Regions from separate parts of the Sus scrofa genome. Here region 2 is linked to region 1. A link is a contact called in public HiChIP or PLAC-seq data. All regions are on one chromosome and are shown on one strand. Each heading gives the region's core, a stretch centred on a gene start, on an enhancer-like site or on the middle of the called end of the contact. The rest is flanking DNA. Distances are from core to core; before and after follow the strand shown.

Region 1 (4,353 bases), core at 1,071-3,570:
GCTGCCAGAATAATCAACTTTGAAACCTACTTCAATCACTTCATGCCTTTATAACCTCACAGTGATTTCTCATTGCACTAAATTTAAATCCCTCAACATGTAGTTGGGAGCCTTTTCAAAAGTTTTGCTCCAGGAAAGGCGTCTTCATCCATTCATCCATTTATTCAAGGAGGAACCAGTATTTATTTATTGAGTATCAGGTGCTTGAGTGTTTTACTTCTCACAACAACCTAGCAGGAAGTCAGTATCACCACTTAAAAAGTAAATGACCCAGGCTCAGAGAACTTAAAAAACTCGCCCAATGTTACTGGCTTTTGTGTAATTATAATTTCCTTGCTTTTCCCACTACACCATACTTCCTCTCATTTTGGAAACATTTAATGTGTTTCTATTCTCTGTCAAAACTGATGCTAGATATTAGGGTAAGAAGACAAATGACATACTGAGGTTATATACCTACGAACATACATTTTAAATTTTAAGGCATTTTGTATCATCGATTCTTCATAGAACTAATTTGGCCTAGTGGAAGAAATTGGGAGATCTAATTCTGTCTTCTGAATTTCTCTTGTCTACTTTTACCTCCTTGGCCAAGCATGTATCTCTATACTTGAATTCAAACTTCTACCCTCTGAAGTTTTTCCTTTTACCTAGTAATTCAGGTTCTTCTACATACTTTAGAATTAATTTATTCAACAACATTTATAAGGGGGTCACTATATTCAAAGCACAATGCTAGGATGATGCTGGATATACAAAAATGAACGAGATCCAGTCAAGTGGAAGAGATACATACTAACTTTAGAGCAATGTGAGAACTGAAAAGAATTTTGAGATTGTGGGGAAAAGAGCTGTGAGGCTACAGGAAGGGAGGGAGTGATCAAAGATGAGGAAATGATCTTCAGAGAGGCTAGAGGAAAAAGTATGCTTCAGACAGAGGGGCAGAGGTGATTAAAATATATGAATTCAGCTGGATTGGAGGCCAGGGCTCAGGAACAAGTGAGACACTGAGGCAGGAGCTGGAGAACCTCTGCTTCCCCACAACTCTTCCAATGCAGAACTATGACCTAGGATTGGAACCATGTTCTAGAAAGATGGCTTCAAGACACCCTTTGCGAATATTTGGGGAAAGAAGCTGGTTAGGATTTATAAGCCAGGGAGGACCCCACTTGTCTGGATTTGCCATTATCCCCCTCATCTCCAAAAAAGAATTGCAAATTCCACAGGGAAAGGAGCTATTTCTCAGTATTCTTTTATATTCTTCTGGCTTTAATGCAGTACTTTGTACAATAACTTTATTTGATAAATGGTTGTTATATATTTTTTAGGTCAATGAGAGTAATAGGTTGCCTCCTGGTTACTACCTACTTCTGCTTTGTAGGCTAACAATTGAGGCTAAATGTGATTATTTCGAATACCTGGGAAGCTAAAAAGGAAGGTGGCCTCTCTGGGATAACTTCTACTTGTTTCCCTGGATAATTTGAAAGGTGGGATGGGATGCAGTCTGATAACCATTTTGAGTCTGTACGACAGGATACATGACTTTTTTTGTTCTTTTTTCTTTCTTCGGGCCGCACCTGCAGCCTATGGAGGTTCCCAGGCTAGGGGTGAATCGAAGCTGTAGCTGCCCGCCTCTGCGACGGCAACGCCAGATCTGAGCCATGTCGGCAACTTACATCATGTTCACCGCGTTGCCAGATCCTTAACCCACTAAGCGAGGCCAGGGATGGAACCTGCCTTCTCATAGATGCTAACCAGATTAGTTTCCACTGAGCCAGGGCAGGAATTTCTGAGACATGACATTTGACTTAATATAAACTTAGCAATTACTTAATGAAAGCTGTTGTGGCCTTCGCGTTGTTCTATGTTTGATACAGAAATACAGATATGAATAAAGAGTCTCTGCTCTTGTGAGCGCATATTGGGTACTGAACTTTGATATAATCTGTTCACGCTGTATAAACCATATGAACAAAGTTCTATGGGAAACAGAGAAGGGAGGTGACAAAATAGCTCACAAGGTTGTGGGGATTTTTAAAAAAGTTAATACATGAAAAAATGTCAGTCTCAACTCTGATTATTACTTAGCAGACACTGCATTTATATTGATGTTGCAATCATTTGCAGAACATGAAGTCTTCGCCTTTCAGGAGTTGCTCGTTCCCTAAGCCTTTACGTTATTCTGGCTGAACCAAAAAGAGTTTTAGGATAGTTATGCAGGCCTAGTGGGGAAGGAGGATCCCATAGTTCCTGCGAATCTTTACTTAAAACGGCGGTTATACTCGGCAGATTACGGCAGTGGGCGGGCCTCAAATCCCCATGTGGTCCCGACATCATTGACATGGCGGAATCCCCCATCTAACCCTCCTGGTAGTTATTTGAGCGGCGGCTGCGGCCGGAGGCGGAGGAGAGCGGTGGCGGCGGCGGCGGCGGGAGCAGCAAAGGGGCGGCAGGGATCCTCGGGGCTGGCGGCTGGGAAGGCGTGGTAGACCCGGTGTGTGGCGCGCCCGGAGCCCCGCGTTTCAGCCCGAGGGAAGGTAAGGCGTGCAGGAGCAGGAGACTGGAGGGGATCCGGACCCCGCGTCTCAGCCGCTGGGGTCCCAGCGCGCTGGAAAGCCCCAGCCGGACGCTGAGTCCGCCAAAGTGCTTGCCTGTCCCGGAGCGCTCCGGGCGCGCCAGACTTCCCGAGAAAACTTGGCGCCAGAGTGCCTGAGCGCCCCGCGCTCCTCTGGGCACCCCGGGAACACGGGGCCCAGGAGGGGGTCGGCCTCCCCTTTGGGGCCGCGTCTTACTGGGCTCCGGGTCCCCGCTCGTCCCCCCAGCTGGTGAAGGCTTGGAGGAAGGAAAGAAACGGGTAGATTCTTCTTGATCGGGGAAAAAATATCTGGGCAGTGGCTCCCGGGCTTTCCCTCCCCCCCTCGCCCTCCCCAGCCTTCCCAGCAGATTTTGTCCGAGGAATCCGCTCCCCCTCCCGGAATCTCCGCGGCAGGAACGCTGCCCAGGAGGGGGAGGGCGGGCGGAGAGGCCGAGGAATCTTCGACGTGTCACTTTCTGAGGCTGTAGATTTCCATATGGTAAAGGGAGGAGGGCGGGCGTGCAAAGAGGGGCTAGAAGTTGGGGCCGCCTCTCTGCGCCAGGCGGGGCGGGCCAGGACCTCCGACCCTTGGATGCACACAGGGAGGGTCCCGAGCCCGCACCGGCCCCCCGCCCAGGCCAGGCCTCCCCGGGACACTCCCCGCCTAGCCGCTGGCCACCTCAGTGCGCGCCACGTCCTCCCTCCCCGTCCTGCCCCCCGGGCTCCCCCCGGGCTGGGGGCGGTAACCGGCGGCCGCGGCTGGACTCGGCGAGCCTAGAGGCTGGAAGCTCGGGCGGGGGAGTGGGGCACGGCGGGAAGGAGCGGGCGACCCGGTGTGTGGGCCAGCGTAGCTCCGGTCAGTGGGTCACCCCAAGGGGCGCCCGGGCCGGGGGTGGGGCGGGCGGGAGGAATCCGCGCCCCGAGGCGGCCGGGAGGGGTGCGCGGACCGTCTGGTGCTCTCGGCGCGGCGGGGGCCTGCCGGCGTGGGAAGGGCCTGTCATTCTGGGCGAAAGTGGGGCCTCCGGCTATGCCCGCGAAGTTTCCCAAAGGTCCGGTCTGGGCGCCCGGTGGGATCCGGAGCACCCGGGCCCAGTGTCCCTGGAGACGGGGCTGGGCTGCCTGGCGGCGCCGTTGGCGGGAGGCTTCCAGGAGTGCGCGGTTGGGGTTGGAGCTTTTCGAACCTCACCACCTACTCTGCTGTTCCTGACGGAGGGAAAGCAATGGCAGTTTATCCAGACATTACCGTTTGCGGACTTTCTTGAAAGGAAAAACTTTAATTTCTGTTCTCTTCAGTCCAGCAAGTTCTTGAAACAAAATTTGGAATTTGGCTGCGATGGGCCGACGCTGGGGCCCCAGATCCACGCGTTTCTCTCTCCATCCCTGTTAGTTTCTAATCTCCCTCCCTCTCTTCCACACAGGCTTAATCATATTTTGGAACGGGCGAAGTCTTTTGTTGGGTGGGCACCCCCCTGATGGCTTGTCTGTTTATTTTTTAATGTGCAGTTAATTTGATTTGAATTTCCTCCAGCTTCCAGGCCCTGCTAGGGAAAGCTAAGGAAGAGGGAATATATCACCCCCACCCCTCTTTTTTTTTTTAAACTGGAGAGAGGTGGGGCATTGGGAAAAGGGGAGGCACAGTGGTTGTGGGTAAAGAGAGGGAGCAGACAGACCCGGAAGAAAAGGAATCTGCTCTGGAATAACACTTTTTTTTTTTTTGAGGCTTCAGGCCTTGGGCAAAAATGCACGCTCTGGGGGGGAAAAAAAAAAAAAAAGGCACC
Region 2 (4,353 bases), core at 583-3,082, 270 kb after region 1:
AGCTGTATGGGGGAAGTTACAAAAAATATGCACCCTCTGGACTCTTGAACCTAGCTGGGTCAGCTTAACCCTGTTGGACCACAAGCAGTGCCTCAGTTTCTCTGCTGTTTTCCTTCCTCCACTCTTGAACTTAAAAGGTTTATACCGAGAGGAATTAGGTCACCACGTGGGTGTAAAGGTAGAGGTGGTGGAGAAGATAGGCTTGGCACTTTATGGGGTGGGATTTATTTATTAATAGTTGCATCACTCTCTACTAGTTGATTTATATCAAAATTGGTTTGTGATACTTGACCAGGGAGATGCAGAAGGTACCCAGGGTTACCAGCCTGTGGGGAGAGCATAAGACTATGTGGATGGTCATAACTGTTGTCTATGAACAGCTTTCTCTAATTCTCTCTCTTTTTTTTCTAGGCACCAATTGACAACGGTTCAAAAATCACCAACTACCTTTTAGAATGGGATGAGGTAATCATATTTTTGTGTTCATCCATTTAAAACACTTTTCAAAAATGAAATTGCTGAAAAAATGCCATTTTATTCTTTTTTTAAGATATACTAAACACAAGAATATAAGTAGAGAAAAATTTAAACCAATAGTTATTGACTGTGGAAAATGAAGAAGGACTGAAGTAGTATAATGAATTGCGCATTCAAATATATTTACTTGGCTTATTTGCAAGAAATGCTACTGAAAGAAAAGACAAGGTCTTATCTATTTTGAAGGCCCTAGTATCTGGCCAGGCATTGATGAGTATTAAGCATTGACTGCTTTGTTATCTTGGCTGCCCAGGGCCAACCTGCGTGGATGGTTTTGATAAGGTAAACCACGCTGTAGCTTGGGAAGCCTACTTGTTTCTTTTGGAGTGCTGTGTGTAAAGTCTGCTGTAGCACTGCTGAATACTCTCTGTGAGAGCATGGAGCAGCACCAGAGGTCTCTCCTATCCATGTGCAATTGCCATACCAACCAGACCATCCTAGTACAGGAGGCCCCTTTGCTGTTCCTGTCACCACAGGCCTCGAATGGTATCCACGGTGAAGTCTTCTTATACTTGAGGCCACTCTGTGCTGAATTGTGCCCCTTTTCTGGCCTCGCTAACACTCTACACAGAATCTGCGGCAGGAAATGCTGGATGCGGAAATCTTCTTTCTAAAAAGCAGTAATACTGTTCTTGTAGATCTTCATTCTGTTCATTCATTTACCTTTGTTTTATTCTCTTTCTATGATTGAGCAATCAGACTAAGAATTTTAAAAATAGGAAATGTGGAATTTGGGGCATAATGCGAGTTAACTAGTCTTTGTGACTTAAATCTAGGGCCATCGAAAGATTTAAAACGCACACATCCTGAGGCAAAAAGTCACTTGACAAGTGTGGAAAAAAAATATTTTAACCAAATGTAAAAGGAAAGTGGATAAAATTCTCATGATGAAATTTTGATGTGAAAAGGGCATTCTTCATCACTTTTTGTAGAAGCATGTTTTCCCATCTGGGTTGCATCTGAACAGCTAGAGTTCCAGTTACCAAACACAATGATCTATTGTTCTTAGGACACTTGTGAATAGTTCTTATGTACAGATTGGTGAAATCTCAGACTTAACCGGTATGTTTTACAGATTAGGTGGATTTCATTTTAAGGTGGCATGATTGGAAAGTGAAACCACCCTCTATGGCCCTTGTGGTTGAGGTTTTATACCGAGATAGAGTTTACAAGTAAGGAGGAGGCTTGCTTTCTTTCACGTATCTTTTCAGAGCTGTGCATGTGTGTGTGTATGTGTGTCCAGTGCTGCTTCTCTGCCTTGGACCATGGCCTCAGAAGTTAACTAAGGTCAGAGAAGTGGAGTGCTTGAATGGGAGACTTCCAAGGAAAACCCAGGTGCTGCAGGAAATGGTAATGATGACTCAGTTGTTGGCCACCATCCCTTTGAATTTGAATTGAAACATTCTACAGCCTCAGATGAAATGGAGGAGCTCTGTCGGATGACTGTTTATAATCAACAGGACCCACTGTGGACTAGCTACCACAAAATGTGAAGTTGTTTATTTGGGGCCTTCTCCTGCCCTTCCCCTTCTTGCTCTCCTTCCATGTCATCCTCACTTCCATCCTAATTCTTGTCTTCCCCTGTTCTCTTTATAGTCCCTCCATCCTTGTGATCTGTGCTGGTCAGCCCTGGTGAGCTTTCCTGGAGATTTCTGGCTAATTGACTCTCACCTACTCTAGGCCTTGTGCCAACACAAGAATCCTTGTATGTTCTGCAGTGCAATATTCTTTAAGGAAATGTACAAATAGAGAAGAGCAACATCTGACCTGCAGGCAGTGTGGGCACACGAGGCTCCAGCTCTCCCTCCAAACCTTCTGCTGGTCATTTCTAAGCCTGGTGCCCCTGGTACCAGGTCTCTTTCCAGACTACACCCTAGTGGAATATAGGGCCAGCAGGATGGGAGAGGGTTTGCTGGGGTCACTTCCCCCACCCCCAGCCCTCTCCAGAGCCAGAGCTCTCCTCCCCCAGCCACACACCCATGGCCTCTCTGGCACCCAGGGGGTTGTAGAAATGAGCTCAAAAGGCAGAAAGGTAGCCAGTTACAGAAAGGAGCAGATCCCTGCCTGAGAGGGAAGCAGATATCCCTCAGTCTTGAAGCAAGTTTAGCTTCAGGAGTCATACCCCACCCTTTGCTGTGGCACCTGGTCTGAGAACCACAGCTTGGGGTGAAGTGACCCCATCCACATCCCACAATGAATGTCTGGCTGTCCCCACATTTTTATTATATCAGCACTGGTTAGAGTTCCCAGAATACTTTATCCTTTTGCTCAATTTTTAATCACCATTCCAATGAAATAATTACTGTAAAATTCTGAAGGTGTTAGGAACATAAGAGCACAGGGCATCAAGTCCTGCTGACAAGTCTCTAGAAAGACCTTCAAGAATGAGAGAGCAGCAGCCCAGAGGCCAGTGAGTATCCGGCCTTTGTTTCTGCTAAGACTGGGCATGCTGTGCTAAGTTGACCTTGGGAAAAGCTGCTTTCATCAATTGCTTACCACCTGCTGGCCTCTGAAGGCAGGTGTGGCCCTAATGGGGAACCAAAAACAGAAATGTGAAGTACAGGGGGAGCTGATACATCAGCTGTCCTGAATCCATTGTCCCTAAGGCCATATCACCATTCACAGAATTCACTTGGAAATTCCTCACTAATAGTTCTGCAAGAGGGTTGGATGCCTACTTTTCTCCTTTAATAATTGTGCATAGACAATCCTTTAGTATTTCAATCAAGGAAATTGTGACTGTAAGGTGGTAATGAGCAAACTAAAAATGGAACATGCAGGTGTCACTGGCTTTTCAGCTCTGGCCATCAGTTTCAGTTTTCCCCTGAAACAGATCAGTTTTCATAACTTGGAAAGGTGTGACCTTTCCTGGCCATGTCACCTTGTGGCGACCCTGGTGGGATGTAATGTTTAGAGCCTTGGGGCCTGAGAACTGGCCCTGCATTTTTGTGGATCTTTTGCAACTGCGTCCTCCTCTGGGAGACTCCATATCAGAAGAGCAGGCCACTTTCAAGGCAGTTTTCTGCGTAACTATTGGATGAGTCATTATTCACGTTTTAATTTCTTTCTGATCGCACTGTACCCCACCCTCACGTTTACATCTTAATTTACAAGTCCTAGTCATTCTGAAGCCTGGTAGGAAGCAGGCCCAAAGCCCCATGAGGGTTTTTTTCTTCGGCTAGATTTAAGTATGACACATAGTGGTGACTTGAAAAAGAAACCATGAGTTTTACTTCAATCTAGAATTATGACTAAGAGAAATGTTTCTTAACTTTTTAACAGCAAAACAGTGCTTAGAAGCTCAGTTTTCAGGATGGAGCTTCTTTCCCACAATGAAGAGGTTTGGGGTGGGGTGGGGTCTGGAAGGCGGAGGAGATGCTCCCAGCTCACCACCCTCCAGGCCACCACCAAGCTGGTCCCTCTGACCTGCCCTTTCCCCTCCTTGGGCACCCTCCCACTAAATTTGCCCCTTCTGCTGTTTCTCTGCTTTATGACACAGAGGTATCTAGTAAAGGTGAGAGGATTGAGGGTATGGAGGCCTCTAGAGTATGGATGGGCTTTTGTGAAAAAGTATTAGGAACCTTTGGACTTACTTACACATAAATGCCTGCCCAGTGTGTTTTAAGGAATGGTGACCTGGCTGTTTCCTAGAAAAATTGAATAAGTGGGCAAACTTCATAGTCAGATAAGAACTTTTTTTTCTATTTCAAAGACATAAGTTCTGTAAAGGAAGTATTTATGGAAACTCAGCTTGCTGAGAGTTCAACTCTTAGCTGTTGTGCTAACTGGTGCAATTGCAGCTAGTTCCTCAGAGCA

What was found. HiChIP or PLAC-seq counts read pairs in DNA pulled down with a chosen protein or histone mark.
Region 2: a contact with region 1 is called in an H3K27ac HiChIP or PLAC-seq map of skeletal muscle. The contact joins the enhancer-like site here to the promoter of FNDC3B in region 1. A contact is called at or near these places in 3 of 5 promoter capture datasets (fetal liver, liver and skeletal muscle), 7 of 47 Hi-C or Micro-C datasets (alveolar macrophages, embryonic fibroblasts, fetal heart ventricle and 2 more) and 2 of 2 datasets of contacts at active chromatin or transcription factors (alveolar macrophages and skeletal muscle).

Annotation. Positions count from the first base shown.
Region 1 is chr13:110,585,144-110,589,496 of Sscrofa11.1, forward strand. FNDC3B (fibronectin type III domain-containing protein 3B) reads left to right here and starts at 2,321. Exons shown (of 26, transcript XM_021069801.1): 1 at 2,321-2,537.
Region 2 is chr13:110,853,514-110,857,866 of Sscrofa11.1, forward strand. FNDC3B (fibronectin type III domain-containing protein 3B) reads left to right here. Exons shown (of 26, transcript XM_021069801.1): 11 at 412-465. Among named protein-coding and RNA genes, the nearest start is that of GHSR, 130 kb to the right of the region's middle. Within about 2 kb of position 1,833, at least 9 of the 83 cell types and tissues checked have an H3K27ac peak or open chromatin away from gene starts, as enhancers often do. A contact at or near this core is called in fetal liver and skeletal muscle, where this site is marked.